5 separate regions of the Mus musculus genome follow, and all the other regions are linked to region 4. A link is a contact called in public promoter capture Hi-C data. All regions are on one chromosome and are shown on one strand. The core of a region is the stretch at or near the end of the contact, and the rest is flanking DNA. Distances in the headings are between cores, read along the strand shown. Region 1 holds the start of Hint3 (histidine triad nucleotide binding protein 3). Region 2 holds the start of Trmt11 (tRNA methyltransferase 11). Region 3 holds the start of Hddc2 (HD domain containing 2). Region 4 holds the start of Echdc1 (enoyl Coenzyme A hydratase domain containing 1). Region 5 holds the start of Ncoa7 (nuclear receptor coactivator 7).

Region 1 (2,700 bases), core at 43-2,542, 1.3 Mb before region 4:
CCCCCCCCCCCACCATGGCCCAAGAGGCAGCCCAAGTACTCAAGTACCTACATGGATAAAGACATACAGCTACTGTGTGTGTGCATGCATACACACACCATAAAAAAGCAGCGTGATATGAAAGTGTAAGAACAGACATGGAACATGATAATATTTAAATGTGTCAAAGTCAAATTTTCTGCTTCTGAGTCCTGCCTCAAACTTGTGATGATCTGAGAAGCTATTGTCATGATTGCACACCATATGGTTAACTACAAAGGGAATTAAATGCAACGTGAATGTGCATGTACTCTTACTTAACTTACGTTACTGTTTCAGATTACAAGATAATTCACTTAAAATCACTACTGAGTTTAAAGTCACACTAAGTGTTATTATGGGTTCTAGAACTAGACATTTATTTGAATTTTATCATTTGGGTAAGTGGTAAGAAAATAAGTCTGAATCTGTCTCTTTCTGTAGACCTGTAATAAAATAATCAACCTTGGGAGTTTTCACAATTAGAGAAACAGAGTATTTGGTGCTCAGCAAATGCCATGTATTGTAAAAAGGTGAGATCACATCATACTTAAGAACTGATACTTTTCCGCGCATGATTGTTCCCAAAGGGTTTCTCTCCCTCTCTTTCCTAAATAGCCGGGAATACAAGAGAAAATTGTTACAATGAATCAGGTGACCTGGCAGGGAATTTCTCAATTACTACCTTTTCTCTCCATATGACATATGTGTGATAGGAGACCCTTTCGATTTACATTGTACTATAAACAAAAGCAAACATGTAGAGACCAATTTGGCCGGGTTTGTTTGTTTGGTTTGGTTTCAGATCCTAAAATTACTGTGGCTGAACAAGTAAGTACACAGGAAACTCGGAAATTTCACTTTGCCAAACAAGGCTCTCTATACGTTTGACTCATCCTCTCATACCCTTAAAAGAATCGAATTTCTATACTCTTTTTCTTTTGTAACGGGAGTGTAATACACTATAGGGACGTGAAAGCAATATCCTTTACACTTTAGATGAATGTTACCAACCCCTGGATAGGTCTTCCCGTCAGAAAACGCCTTTGAGCAGTGGGCTCCTGCGGCTGCGCTGCTTTCGTCATCACGGAGCGCCGGGCTTGCCCTCTGATCGTCGCCCTTTTAGAGGCCGAGCTATCTGGTGTGTCCCATACCCAGAGTCTGGCCCTGCGCGTGCGCAGACTCCGTGTCACTAGGCGGGCCACCCTAGGGCGGCGATTCCAGGTGCATCCGCCCGAGGCGGGCCTTGCGCACCTCAGCTGATCCTGACGTCGCCTTTCGGCCGCCATGGCTGAGAAGCAAGCGGGCTTGGTCGGAGAGCCGGATCCCGAGGGGTCCTCGCCTGGGACCTCGGAGTCCTGGAACTATGACAGCAACTGCGTGTTCTGCCGCGTGGCGGCGGGTCAGGAACCCAAAACTGAACTCTTTCACTGTGAGGTGGGCGGCGACAGGCCGGGTGGGTGGGGACCAGGCATCCAATCCCTGCTCGCAGGCTTCTGTCTCTGCAGACGAACTAAACAGTGACTGACTTCTGTCAGGGACCCAGAGGTCTCCAGTGTTGCCTTTGCTGTTCAGTAGGGAGAGATAGCAGTGATAGAGCCCAGCATTCTCGCCTCCCTCGCATGCATTTGCAACACAGCAGCATCCTGTGTCTTTACTTTTATTTTAGGGAGTCTTCCTCTTCTCTAGATAGTAATTTTAAAATTATGTATTCTTCCAGTATCGTTAGAGAGCGTACAACTTGCTGAAAACAGGTCTTGGACGTGGTGAAGAAGTGTGAATTTGACTGAAATGGGCTGGAATGGGGTTTCAGGACTGGGTCTGAAGTCGAACTGATACTTACAGTTAATAGCTTGTAAGAATCTTCCTTATCTACCGTGAGAGCCTCATGAACTACTCCCCTTTTCGTTACAAGATCTCGACAGGGTTCAAACCTGTGCAGATCAAGTGTAGTTAATCATACTTGCTGCGAGATCGGGAGAGCAACAGTCATGTCATGCCTGGAAATTCCAGAAAACTCTCCCTTTCCCCTGGGTCTAACATTTTTACATCTCATCATCCTTCATAAAGAGTTAATCTTTTGAGAGAGATTTATCATCTTGCATTTAAAATTCTTATTACACATATATTCATTGTAAACACAGGAAATGATTGCACTTATATAAGTTGTTGATATATAATTATACAAATAAGAGCAGAGGAAATTATTTGTTTTGGTATAATCAGGGTTGCCAGCATCATGAAGAATTTGTTTGAGGAATCTTTCCAACAAAAGTCAGAGATGATTCTTTGCCTCACAGATCTCTGTATGGTTTTCTTACTGTATTTTTAGAATTCATTTAAGCAAAGGGCATATCACATATTCTTAGCAGGGGGCTTACCAGTACCAAGGGCAGTGTCTTACTCTTTGTGTATGAGTCTCATGGCATTGATACGAATTATTTTTAAGGGGCTCTTAGAAATAGCTGAGTGGTAGTGGTACATGCCTTTAATTCCAGCACTCAGAAAGGCAGAGGCAGAAAGATCTCTCTGTTGGAGGCCAACCTGGTCAATGCAGTGAATTCAAGGACAGCTAAGGCTATGCAGAGAAATCCCTTGAAAAACAAAACAAAAACAAACAAACAAACAAACCAAACAAAAACAGAAAGAAAGAAAGAAAGAAAGCTAGCTAGCTCTTAGAAT
Region 2 (2,700 bases), core at 60-2,559, 1.3 Mb before region 4:
GGAATGCTGGGAAGTCAACGTCTATCCATCTCCTTGGCCCATCTCACTGCTGGGTAAAGCTTTTCAGGTGTATCCTGTTAGGGTAGGAGTGCCCATAGCCAGGTGAGTGAGTCCTCATCGATTCTCTAGAAGGAAACCCAATAAACTCATTGCTCATTGGAGTGAACTTTGGTGATAATGTGCCTTGTTTTGTTCTTGGGATTTTGGTAGACATGGTTGCTGTTGCTTACATTGTCCTCAGTGAAAGGATTTTTAACAACACTAACAAAGGCAAATCTCTCTTTAAAAAAAAAAAGCAGAAATTCTCATTTAAAACAACAAAAAACATTTCCCAATGCTATTTATTGGTCCCATGCAATAGAGTATACGTTGAAGTTTGAATATTGTAACACCTAGTACTTATAGCTATTATCTGTAGGATGCAATACTCCAGTTCTTAAAAGAATATTGAAGCTCACAGATGTTACAAAATTCGCTGAGAGCATAGGGATAATAAATGGAACTGAGGTTTGGGTAACAAGGGTCACCACTGTCTGTGTGCTGGCTGTCTTGATCACTACCAATAAGCATCAACTATATTTCTGGCACAGGATACTTGTATATGCTGTGCATTACCAAGGTGGAACACAAAACCCAAAAATACAGGCCTCAGCAGTACAAAGGGTTCAGTACTTTGAGCAGAAATGATACTTGTCGAGCTTATGTATAGGTAGCCATGTCTCTTGCAAACTGTTATGGTATTAGGCCCATCTGAGTAATTAGGGTAACTTTCACCAATGTTTTTAATCTACCACTGGCTGTGGATTTACTGTGTGCCTGGAACAACATAGCATAATTACGGAGTGCAAGTCTGAGGAAGGCTTTTGTTTGTTTGTTTGTTTCCATACAGAGCAACCCGAGATGGGTCCTTGACAGCTCTTGAAAAATTTTTGCAAAATCACTAAAAGTACACTCAGTGTTCAAGCAGGTGAGGCTGAATCTCGAACGATTAAGAGTCTACACTTAACAGTGAAGTTTTGGTCCAGTTTTGAGCTGAAGAACAGAGGGAGGAGTCAGAAGAACACTCCAAGTGGAGTATCCCTGGGGAACTGCGCGGGATCACTGCAGCCTGCCTCTTAAAACAATGCATCTCACAAGGGGAGCGTGCTAGGGTAGCCACAGACGGTGGGAACACCAGGATCTCACTCTTGCCCTTAGCGCCCCTTCCTAGAAAGTGCCACCCGCCAGTGTTCCTTGTCGTGCTTCCGTTTCCGGCTCCGGGATGAGGCTCGGCGGAAACTTGGCTCTAGGGAGGAGGAGGAGGGGGCGGGCCCGTGGAGGCCGCGCAGGCGCACGGTAGTAGCTGCAATGGCGCTGCCGGGCTCCTTGAATCGCTATCTCTTGCTCATGGCACAGGAGCATCTGGAGTTCCGCTTACCGGTGAGCCGTCCTGGGTGCTGGGCGCAGAGGCTCGCACTCCTCACGCGCCGGCTGGGGGGGGGGGGGGTCTCTGCGGGCAGCGGCGCGCGCCTGGATTGGGGCGGGGATGAGGCCGCTGGGCGGACCATGTCCCCGGCAGCCTTTCTCCAGGACGGAGCCTTGCCATTCACCCCTCTGCACGTGCTCCTGGCGCCGCAGTTAAGCAGGTGAACCTGACCCGACGCAGAATGGAGACATCCATGGGGGCTCTCGGTGGAGTGTGAGGAGTGTCGATATAGGTTCAGGCATGATGGAAGGCTTGGGGTGGAACTTAATAAAGTTGGGGAGGGGGAAGCTTTTTTATTTACTCAAGTGACATTTTCTACAGCGCCTGAAGTCGCGTGCACCGAACGGCAAGGATGCGCTGACTGACAGCTCTGCCCTTAAAGAGCGTAATGTTTACTTAGGCTCAGGACTAGCGGACGCGAGAGCATAGCCATAACTTTGTGAAGTGCAATGATGGAGGGTTCTTAGTGGGAACCTTTAAAGTATGGGGGCCTTTTAAAAAGGGAATCTTTGTCCATTGATGAATGAAGGATGTTGCCTTTCAAGGTGGGGGTGACATATGAGCTACAGTATTAGTTACCGGGGCCAAGGAAATAAGTCCATTAGAAGTATAAACTGTTGTTCGTTGCTCGTCACCAGCTACGTAGCAGAGTGGTAAAGAGAGAGAAGTAGGCTGATGGACCAGAGAAAACAGACTTGAGGACACTATAGCTTGGAAGAGGAATTAAACAGTTTAAAAGTAAAGAGGCAGAATTAGATTGTTTTTTAATAGAAAGTAAAATGAAGGAAGGACTCGAGAGCAATAAGACTGGAGTTAATAAGAATCTGTTGGAATATTAAATGATTAAGAAACTAATCTAGTGTCAGCAGTAAGAGAACAGGATAGAGTGGCAATGTAGGAGGTGAGAACAAATCTAGATTGTGATAAGCATTTCATTTTTCTGCGTAAGAAAACCTGGAAAGGATGAGATTTCTTCAACTTCATGTTTAAAGAGTGGTGAGACACTGGAACTGGAGAGTTGGCTCACTGGTTACGAACACTGCTCTTCCAGAGGACCTGAATTTGGCGCCCAGCAGCTGTGTCAGGATACTGCCTACAGCCATTGGTAACCCCAGCTCCAGGGGTGCCTACACTTCTGGCCTCCGTTGGCACAAGGCCTCCCTTACTTTTGTGAGTGTACCCACAGGTTTTAAAAAAAAAGTGCTAGGCCAAGTACAGATGCTTGGAAGCTTGGA
Region 3 (2,700 bases), core at 68-2,567, 2.0 Mb before region 4:
AGAAAACTTACTATAGTTTACAACTGAAGTCATCCTCACACAGAGTCCAGAAACCTTCATAAGCATCAATGTTCAAATAACTTACCTATCCTTGTTAAGACGGTCATCTCTGGTCACCATGGCCATAACTGCCATCCGGTACATGTGATCTGACACGCTTTCTGGCTTTTCGACATTTCTGTATACCCAGCCAGTCCGTGGAACTCTCTAATAAATAAGATAAGGAATTAAACAAAACACTATCCCTGGGAACAACAACAAAAAATGACAGGTGCTCTTCAAGAAAATGCCAGAGAATGGCCACAGAGCCACATGTCAGCTGAGTCGTGGTTTCAAACCTATTTTTTTAAAAATGTTTCATTTAAACTAATCATATCGATAAAAATCTGAAATCTCACTAGTGAGTGGACAATTCACAAATATACAAAAATGTTCAAAAGTATACAAAAGTCCAATAGTCTTTACTCTGTGCTAGTGAAGTATAACTATGGGATAATACACAAAAAGTTTTTAGACATAAAAGCAAAACTGGTGGTACGCCTGGTGGTACACGCCTGGAATCTAAGAACTCAACAGGTGAAGACCCAAGTTCCAGGCTGCCAGCCTGTGCTGTTCATCTGTGGTGTAGTTAGGAAAAATGCAAAGCAAAGCCCCAGTATTATTCCTAACTATGAGAGTAGTAGGTTTGTGCCGTCCAAAAACTCATTTCATACAATAATAGAATATTTTGTACATGCAACATGTGACAGACTCTCCAATTCTAACTCAGATGGCTTGGAGGAGTTTCCATGGCAGTCAAGCCTTTCACTACTTCTCAACCTGTGTAAGTCTGCATTTTCTCTGGGAGTTCTATGCATCTAACGAATTTCACAAATAGTCGCAGTGTTACAGAACAGCTCATCTTGGAACAAAGGGGGCTCTGCACAAGCTCTGCCAAGCAAGGGCTGGTGCACGCTGAAACCGATTTACTGAAACCAACAGTTCCGGAAGTCACGGTGATAGAGGAAGGTTTCCACAGCCTACGTGCAGGGGTTTCGGCTCCTGCCTTCCGCTGCCGCTCCGCAGCATCGCCATGGCCTGGGTTGTGGCCGCGCTGGGCATGGAGCGTGCACGAGTCCCCGGTCCAGCCTCGGCTGCGTACCCGCCAGCAACGCCGGGCTGAGCGAGGGAGGTTGCGTGAGGTCGGTGCCTGAGCTGGGCCGCACCGCCTCCCGGCCAAGCCGATCCCACCCGCTCACCTTGAGCTGCCCAACTAGACGCAGAAAACGCAACAGCCCGGCTCCAGAGCCGGACGAGGCCAAAGCCATGCTGAAGTGCATAAGAGCTGGGCGGTGTCAACCTCAAGCCCCTCCCCATTCCCCTTCAGCTCCTCCCCGCCCTCCTTCAGCTCCTCCCCGCCCTCCTTCAGCTCCTCCCCGCCCTTCTTCAGCTCCTCCCCGCCCTCCTTCAGCTCCTCCCCGCCCTCCTTCAGCTCCTCCCCGCCCTCCTTCAGCTCCTCCCCACCCTTTGGCTCCTCCTCACAGCCCCACTTCCTCCTTTGGTAGAGCACTTTCTCTGTACTAAGGTCTGTGCTCAGACTTTGGATGGTCTCTGCCCAAGTAACCATCAACTTTCACAGGAATCGCAGCTTGACGCTAAGGGCAGAAAGGCCTAAGGAGGATGAAGCTGGATAATGCCTGCAAACCTTGCTTCTTAGAAGCCCAGTGTCTGATTGGCAGGAAGAGCTAGCTATAAGAAGCTTCGCTTAACCAGTTTAACAAAGGCACTGGGCAAGCCTGTGAAGGGAGGCAATGCTTGGCAGACATACCAGGAAACTTTGGAGGAAGCAGGAAATGGGCTAGTAAGAGGAAGCCCATGGTGAAACCACAAGCATCCATTCTGCCAGGAAACTGATCAGGATCTTCCAGGACTACCTGACTAGTTTCCATTGACAATTTGATGGTACAAACTTTTAAATGCAGTTAATGGATATGGACAAATTCAAGCAGAGGGAGTCGAGGATATGAATAAGATTCAAGAAGAAAGAGAAATAAAAAGGAATTCCAATTTTATTTGTAACAAAGTAGGTTTATTTATTTACAGGGCCCTAAAAGGTGATGGTTCTAATGAACCATTGTCTGTTCTCGTTTCTCACTACTTGATATACCTACCACCTCTTCCATATGAGCCCGAATACTATACCGGGAACTATACTAGAAAATGTATAGTCATCATAGCATAATGTTGGTATAGAATGTTGCTCAGTAGATTCTACAGAACCCTGAGGCAGCATCCATGAGCAGCATCCAGGATTCTAAAGTCAGCTCTACAGAAGAAATGAAAAGTTGGCAGTATAGTGTAGCTGTGCATGAGGTCCCAAGTGCTCTCCAGCACTGAAGTAGCATCCATGAGCAGCATCCAGGATTCTAAAGTCAGCTCTACAGAAGAAATGAAAAGTTGGCAGTGTAGTGTAGCTGTGCATGAGGTCCCAAGTGCTCTCCAGCACTGAAGTAGGTGAGTGGTTTGTGTTATCTATAAAGCACAAGCTTCAAATGCCAGCACCACCAGGCTGCCTTGCTATGCTAAGGTCCTAGGTGTAGAAAGCCCTATTCCTGGTTTTATATATAGTCCCTATCTGCTTTCTCCCTATAAATCATACTGTTAGTCACTCTAATCAGAGTGTTTGAATCAGGTGTTATCGCAGTAAAAATGCCTGTGAAA
Region 4 (2,700 bases), core at 199-2,698:
CCTGGGAACACAAGGTAATGAAAATGGCTGAGTTACAATGTTAGAAACATTTCTTCAGGACAAAAATCCTAAATTTTGTCATGTGGTAGGACAGCAAAGCAGCTGTTCTATCAGGAAACAGACCATTCCAGGTGAACATGCTCACTGCCAAGCCACTGCAAAGCACCTCTGGCCATCTGGGACCAAAGGTTTCCCTCTCCAATTCTACATGCTAGTTCTTCCATTAAAAGTCCTTAAATTATACTAGAAAACTAACATAATTCCATATTTAAAACAATTAGCATAAGTAAACAAAGAAAAATCATAAGGTACTTTTGAATGAAATATATAACCTGTTTCTCAAGTTTTCACATTACACACCACCTACACCTCTCCCCACACAAACCAAAGAAAAGAACTTTTATTTCCTCAAATATTGATTTTTGTCATCCCAAATCTTAGCACATATACTGTTACAGGGTTGTTTTTTGTTTTTTTTTTTTTTCCTGACAGTAATTTCAAGTTATCTTCTCTAAGTTCCCAGACTACATAAAATCCATCTCCACTACCAACAGCTGTGGTCACATCAAACACTATCATTAACTTCTAGTTCTGACAAGTCGTCCTAGTAAATTTAGTTTCCAAGAAGGCATCCGAAGTGTTGAGAACAGTCCCTGGCAAACGGGGATTTCCAAGATTTTTCTTAAAACACATGGCTAGTTCACCATCTAGCTGGTTTCTTCTAATTCACTTTGTTGCACATCCTCTTTGCGCCTCAGCTAGCTGTCAACTAATTGGTTTTCAAGTCAAAAAGACAAACAAAACAAGCCTGTCTTGTTGCCATCTTCCTCTTCCCTCCCCAAGATTTCACTTTTTTTTTTTTTTTTTTAACCTGTCAGGCTCCTATGAGGGAGCTATTTCTTCAAACTAACTCTTTGATCAGTCTTGGTCACATCTCTAGCACGGAGAACAAGAAACAATAACAAGTTAGAGAATCCGATGTGGAAGTTAGGAAATTAAGAAATGCTAACGTGTGGTGATGTCCTTAGTGAGGTGTTCATAACTCCTTGAGATTTGATAAAAGTGGAGACAGAATAGGATAACTTTAATTGCTCCCATCAAAGTTGGGTTGCTCTTCTTGTTGAAAAAGTTGGCTTCACGAAACAAAGATGTAGGAAAAGTTTGAAATAAGCAAGATCATTTAGCTCACAGGTAGAGATCCCACGGAACATTACCTCGGTTCTCACAAGGGATTCCAAAATATTCAGAAATCGGCTTAGAATTGACCTCACACCTTCTCATCCTTTGAAACTGCCAATTTAGCGGATTTTCCCACGTTCTCTGCAACGCCTCAGGATTTCCCAGAGACCTGCAGGAACTCACGAGCCCACCTGCGCGGCGGCGCCTGCGCTGCGGTGCAGAGCCAGCAGAGGGCAGTGCGCCTGCGCGGTGAGCGTGTGCGCAGCCGCGCGCCCCCTCGCTCTGCATTGGCCCGCAAAGGCGCGCCACCCAATCACGCCACAGCGCGCTGGCCAGGGTGCGGGGGGCGAGGGGGCGAGGGGGAGGGGACATCTCCGCGGCCTGTCACTTGGCCGCAGCCTTACCGCCGGCCCGCAGCCCCTGGCTCTGACTTGCGCTTCCGTGTCCTGAGACCCTCTTCCCGCACCCCACCTTCCGCTGCGCGCGAGCCTCTTCCGGCTTCCACACCGCTCCGGGCCTGTTTCCGCTCCTGGTATGCTCCCCGGGATCCTTTGGCCAGAGCTCCTGAGTTAGCTGAAGGAACTCTGGCGACCCGGAAGTCCCGCCCCTCCCCATCAGACTCTTCATGTCTGGAACTTTCACCTCAACTGCTGTAAGCTAGAGCAGGGAGCTCAGGTTTTTTTCCGTGGTTGACATCTCCTTGGTTTAGGGTTCAGACAAGGGAAAGGAGGCCACCCAAATACTTCGTACCCCAATTGGCTGCAAATGAAAAAAGGGAACGATAAGACAAGAAGGCGAGAGAAAGTTAAAGAGCGCTGAGCCTTCTTGGATTTAAGAGCTGCTGGGGGCAGTATTTTATCGTTTGTCAAAAAATACTTAGCAGGTTTTGTGACACGACTATGTCATGTGCTCTTTAAAGACTCGAAGCAAAATGTTTTTGTTTTTAAAAACGGAAGGAAAGGGGAGAAAAGAAAGATGGGTGTCCAGAGGGGGTCAGTTTTGTCAGCTCTGTACCTTGCTTTGGATGGCACTCTGGTGTTCATAGACTTCTGCAGTTATCATACATAATGATCAAAGAAATAAAAACATGTTTTCTGGTGGGATGGATATAATGTGGCAAAGCAGTAGGGCAGAAATGGTGACCAGTTTATAATACAAAGGTGTGTTTAATAAGGAAGAATTAATAAGCCTAGGTTAGCTGAACTGGTAGGAAGAAATCGTTACTAGAAGTGTTTAATTCTAGTATTTTTCAAAAGGCAGAGAGTTTATTCTAAAGCCAAATATAAGTGAGGTTTGGGTTATCCCCAGTTCTTTGTTCCAATATGAAGGTGTTAGGGTAACAGACCAACAAAAATTATTTTCCAAATACACTGATGGGAATGTGAAAGCATGGGGTGAAAGGAACAAGGAGATTTTAAGTCTCAGATCTTAGGTCTCAGAATCTGTAGCTCTCAAATTATAGTTGACCGCATCCTTAGCAGTTCTACTGGTGGAAGCTATTAGTTTGTCTGTTCCAAAAGA
Region 5 (2,700 bases), core at 193-2,692, 1.5 Mb before region 4:
ATTGTATTTCATTAAGTTTGAATGAACACATTTGACTGATGGGTACTATTCTGGATAAGAGGGATGTAGACGATGCTAATTCCGATTTCTGTGTGAAGACAAGACTCAGATGAATCAGTCAATACTCAGAAGAATCAGTCAATACTCAGTCACAAAAAAGAATGACCAAAGAATCTTTAAATTAGAAGCACCCCCAATCCCAACCATTTGAGTACAACTCCCCATTCTATTCAGACTTTCACTTTAGTGACAAACTATCCTTAGCATGTGATCCATCATGTACTTCCAGGGGAGATAATGAAGACAGTGTCATTGTTTGGCATTGCATTGGAAAACTTGGGGAACACTCTATCAGCAAGTCACCACTTTGAACACATACTCAGTTATACTTTTGCCTAAGAGAAAAGAAATCAAGGCCTATTTTATTTCTCGTCAGAACCTTGGGTTCATAGGCACAAAAGGGTGCTGACCGAGTTAAAGGGTGGGAACAGTACCTGCAGCAGAGCCTGCACTCAAGGTTGATACCAAAAGGGGTGTAAAGAACACAGAAAGAAGTGTCTCCTACTCAAAGCATAAACATGCAAACCCGATGTCAGAATTTACAGATGGTCAGTGCAAAACCAGGAAGTGATTCCATATTTGCATGACCATGTAACATCATCTGCTGCTGAAATCTCAGAGTCATGGCTGCTAAGGGCTTTGCTCCACCCTCCAGAGAGACTGGCAGTACCAAGAAGCAGCAGCAACCTGGGGAAGCCTCTATGTACTGTGTGTGTTGATGGCTTAGGACACACCTGTCACACACACACTTTTTTCTTCCTGTATTTAAGAGTGATCTTCACGATCAGATCCTCCGAGTCATCTTGCAGTTATAGCCACTGGACTGTAAAGGGAACAGCGTCCAATACAGGTTGGAAGCTCACAGAAACAGGGCCCTGGGCTCATACAAAAAAAAAAAGAAAAAACAAAAAAACCTTCCCACTCAGCTGCTCTCCAGCCCCAGCCAAGAGCCAGCTGAACTGCCCGTTGCTACATCGCATTGCCTTGGCTATAAGGTTTACAATTGGGCAGCTTATAGGATGTTGTACCGGGGACAGAAGAAGACAGTGGGCCTCTTTGCCAAAGGCAATGCTGGAAATGACAGAGGATGAATTTATGGTTGCCCCTAGTCCTAGAGCTGGAAGGTGAAGTAAAAGGACTTTAAGGCTCCAGCAAGGGCTCTAACTCCACATGTGCCCATAAGCGCTAACTTCCCTCCAAGATCCAGACAGGAGCCAGCTAAAAGGGATAAGATTAGGGGCCAGGTAAGCAGACCGTACTCGGTTCACTGACTGCCTGACCATCACAGCGTCACAAATGGCCGGGGCCTGCGGAGGCCGCGCGCGCAGCTCTCCGGGGCGGAGCCGCTGGGCCCAGGGTTCGGGGGCCCGAGCCACCTCGAGGCTGTCCAGCCTGCGGCTCCGAGGTCGCACGGGGCAGGCAAGATGTCGCAGCTGCAGCCCGCATCGCTAAGGCGGTCGGCTGAGCTCCCGGGTCCCAGCCGCAGCAGACGAGTGCAGCGCGCGCCCCGGGTCGGGCGGAGCTAGAGGCGGGCGCCGGGCTGGCGTCGCGCCACCGCAGCTCCCCGCCTTCCGCCCAGCTCGCGCCCGGCGCCCTGACCGTGGGTGCTGCTGCAGGTACCTGGGCGAGGCCTCGAGCACCCCGGCGGCGGCTGCTCGGGCCAGATCGGCACTCCGGAGCCCTTCAGGAGCGCACCCCGCAGCGCCTGACGCCTCCCTTAGCTCCTCCTCGGCGGGCGATCCCCTCCCCGGCCCTCCCCCTCCTCCCACCCCGGAGGATGCGCTTCCCAGCGCCCAGCGGCAGAGGCCACGGCTCCCAGAAATGCGTGCTCCCGAACCACTTCGCCCAGACCCGCGGAGCCCGCGCCCCCGCCCAGTAGGTAGGTCGCCGAGGCGGGGCCAGGCCTTGAAGGCTACCGGCTGCTGATGCTGCGGCCAGGAAGAACCGGAGCCTCCCTCCTGGGCTGCCGAGGTGTACTAATGGCGCTGGGCGCAGCCCCCGGGGGACCCGAAACGCTCTGCTTGGAACGTTCGAGGCCGAGCCGGGGCGCAGGGCCACTGGACCCTCCTCGCTAACAATCAGGGGACCCTCGGTTGGGGGCTGGGAGAGCTTGGAAGGATAGGTTGGCGCGGAGCTTCTTTGAAAGGAGACCGTTGCCTTTTTCTCGAGCTCAAGTAGATTGTGTCATTGCATTTTTAAAAAACAGGATCAGCAAATGCGTTCTTCCTGTTCTTTTTGCTAAAATGTAGACGACCACGGTTGTTGTTTTAGAGGTATTTAGGGGTGGTTATGAATTTTTGTGTAATTTACAGCTAGCCGAGTGGTATATAAAGTCAGTGGTGCAAACACTTTAACATTTTGGGTGTCAGTTTAAGGAAAGTCTTTCTAGAAATCAGATTACCTAGGTAGGTGATGGATGAGGCTGGCGTGTTCTCGTAGGATAAAGCTGACTGGAGCCAATGGGTTTGAGAGCTGCAAGTTTGATACAGGTGTCGGGAGTTGAGACTCTGAAAGATGCGCCAGCAGAGGCAGTCTTGTCTCCGGCCTCGCCTTCAACTCTGAGCTGACCCTTGCTTTTCTGAGAATCTGGTTGAGTCTTTTTTTCCTGTTCTTGAAATAAAAGTAATACATTAGGGCTTT

The links. Promoter capture Hi-C pulls out the DNA fragments that hold promoters and counts their contacts. Capture Hi-C pulls out chosen DNA fragments and counts their contacts.
Region 1: a contact with region 4 is called in a promoter capture Hi-C map of liver, with 4 times the contacts expected there. The contact joins the promoter of Hint3 here to the promoter of Echdc1 in region 4. A contact is called at or near these places in 9 of 39 promoter capture datasets (the 3T3-L1 cell line, hematopoietic stem and progenitor cells, liver and 4 more), 6 of 484 Hi-C or Micro-C datasets (CD4 T cells, CD8 T cells, forebrain and 2 more), 10 of 115 datasets of contacts at active chromatin or transcription factors (acute myeloid leukemia, embryonic forebrain, fibro-adipogenic progenitors and 7 more) and 3 of 9 other capture datasets (adipose tissue, liver and macrophages).
Region 2: a contact with region 4 is called in a promoter capture Hi-C map of pre-B cells, with 6 times the contacts expected there. The contact joins the promoter of Trmt11 here to the promoter of Echdc1 in region 4. A contact is called at or near these places in 10 of 39 promoter capture datasets (the 3T3-L1 cell line, cranial neural crest, hematopoietic stem and progenitor cells and 5 more), 3 of 484 Hi-C or Micro-C datasets (CD4 T cells, nephron progenitors and uterus), 4 of 115 datasets of contacts at active chromatin or transcription factors (acute myeloid leukemia, astrocytes, embryonic forebrain and 1 more) and 2 of 9 other capture datasets (adipose tissue and liver).
Region 3: a promoter capture Hi-C map of pre-B cells shows a contact between it and region 4. The contact joins the promoter of Hddc2 here to the promoter of Echdc1 in region 4. A contact is called at or near these places in 6 of 39 promoter capture datasets (the C10 cell line, the HPC-7 cell line, HPC-7-derived erythroid cells and 3 more), 1 of 15 datasets of contacts at CTCF or cohesin (large pre-B cells), 5 of 484 Hi-C or Micro-C datasets (B cells, CD4 T cells, macrophages and 2 more), 2 of 115 datasets of contacts at active chromatin or transcription factors (astrocytes and stem cell-derived neural progenitor cells) and 1 of 9 other capture datasets (adipose tissue).
Region 5: a contact with region 4 is called in a promoter capture Hi-C map of adipose tissue, with 5 times the contacts expected there. The contact joins the promoter of Ncoa7 here to the promoter of Echdc1 in region 4. A contact is called at or near these places in 2 of 39 promoter capture datasets (liver and pre-B cells), 1 of 15 datasets of contacts at CTCF or cohesin (large pre-B cells), 7 of 484 Hi-C or Micro-C datasets (B cells, CD4 T cells, CD8 T cells and 2 more), 7 of 115 datasets of contacts at active chromatin or transcription factors (astrocytes, embryonic forebrain, large pre-B cells and 4 more) and 2 of 9 other capture datasets (adipose tissue and liver).

Annotation. Positions count from the first base shown.
Region 1 is chr10:30,616,958-30,619,657 of GRCm38.p6, reverse strand. Hint3 (histidine triad nucleotide binding protein 3) reads left to right here and starts at 1,292. Exons shown (of 5, transcript NM_025798.3): 1 at 1,292-1,455. The coding sequence starts at 1,306.
Region 2 is chr10:30,599,309-30,602,008 of GRCm38.p6, reverse strand. It overlaps Trmt11 (tRNA methyltransferase 11), which reads left to right and starts at 1,309. Exons shown (of 13, transcript NM_028604.3): 1 at 1,309-1,419. The coding sequence starts at 1,348.
Region 3 is chr10:31,312,022-31,314,721 of GRCm38.p6, reverse strand. It overlaps Hddc2 (HD domain containing 2), which reads right to left and starts at 1,317. Exons shown (of 6, transcript NM_027168.2): 1 at 1,239-1,317; 2 at 86-207. The coding sequence starts at 1,307.
Region 4 is chr10:29,312,248-29,314,947 of GRCm38.p6, reverse strand. It overlaps Echdc1 (enoyl Coenzyme A hydratase domain containing 1), which reads right to left and starts at 1,448. Exons shown (of 6, transcript NM_025855.4): 1 at 1,215-1,448. The coding sequence starts at 1,281. It overlaps Gm46218 (a long non-coding RNA gene), which reads left to right and starts at 1,531. Exons shown (of 2, transcript XR_001779751.2): 1 at 1,531-1,711.
Region 5 is chr10:30,802,068-30,804,767 of GRCm38.p6, reverse strand. It overlaps Ncoa7 (nuclear receptor coactivator 7), which reads left to right and starts at 1,442. Exons shown (of 16, transcript NM_172495.6): 1 at 1,442-1,939.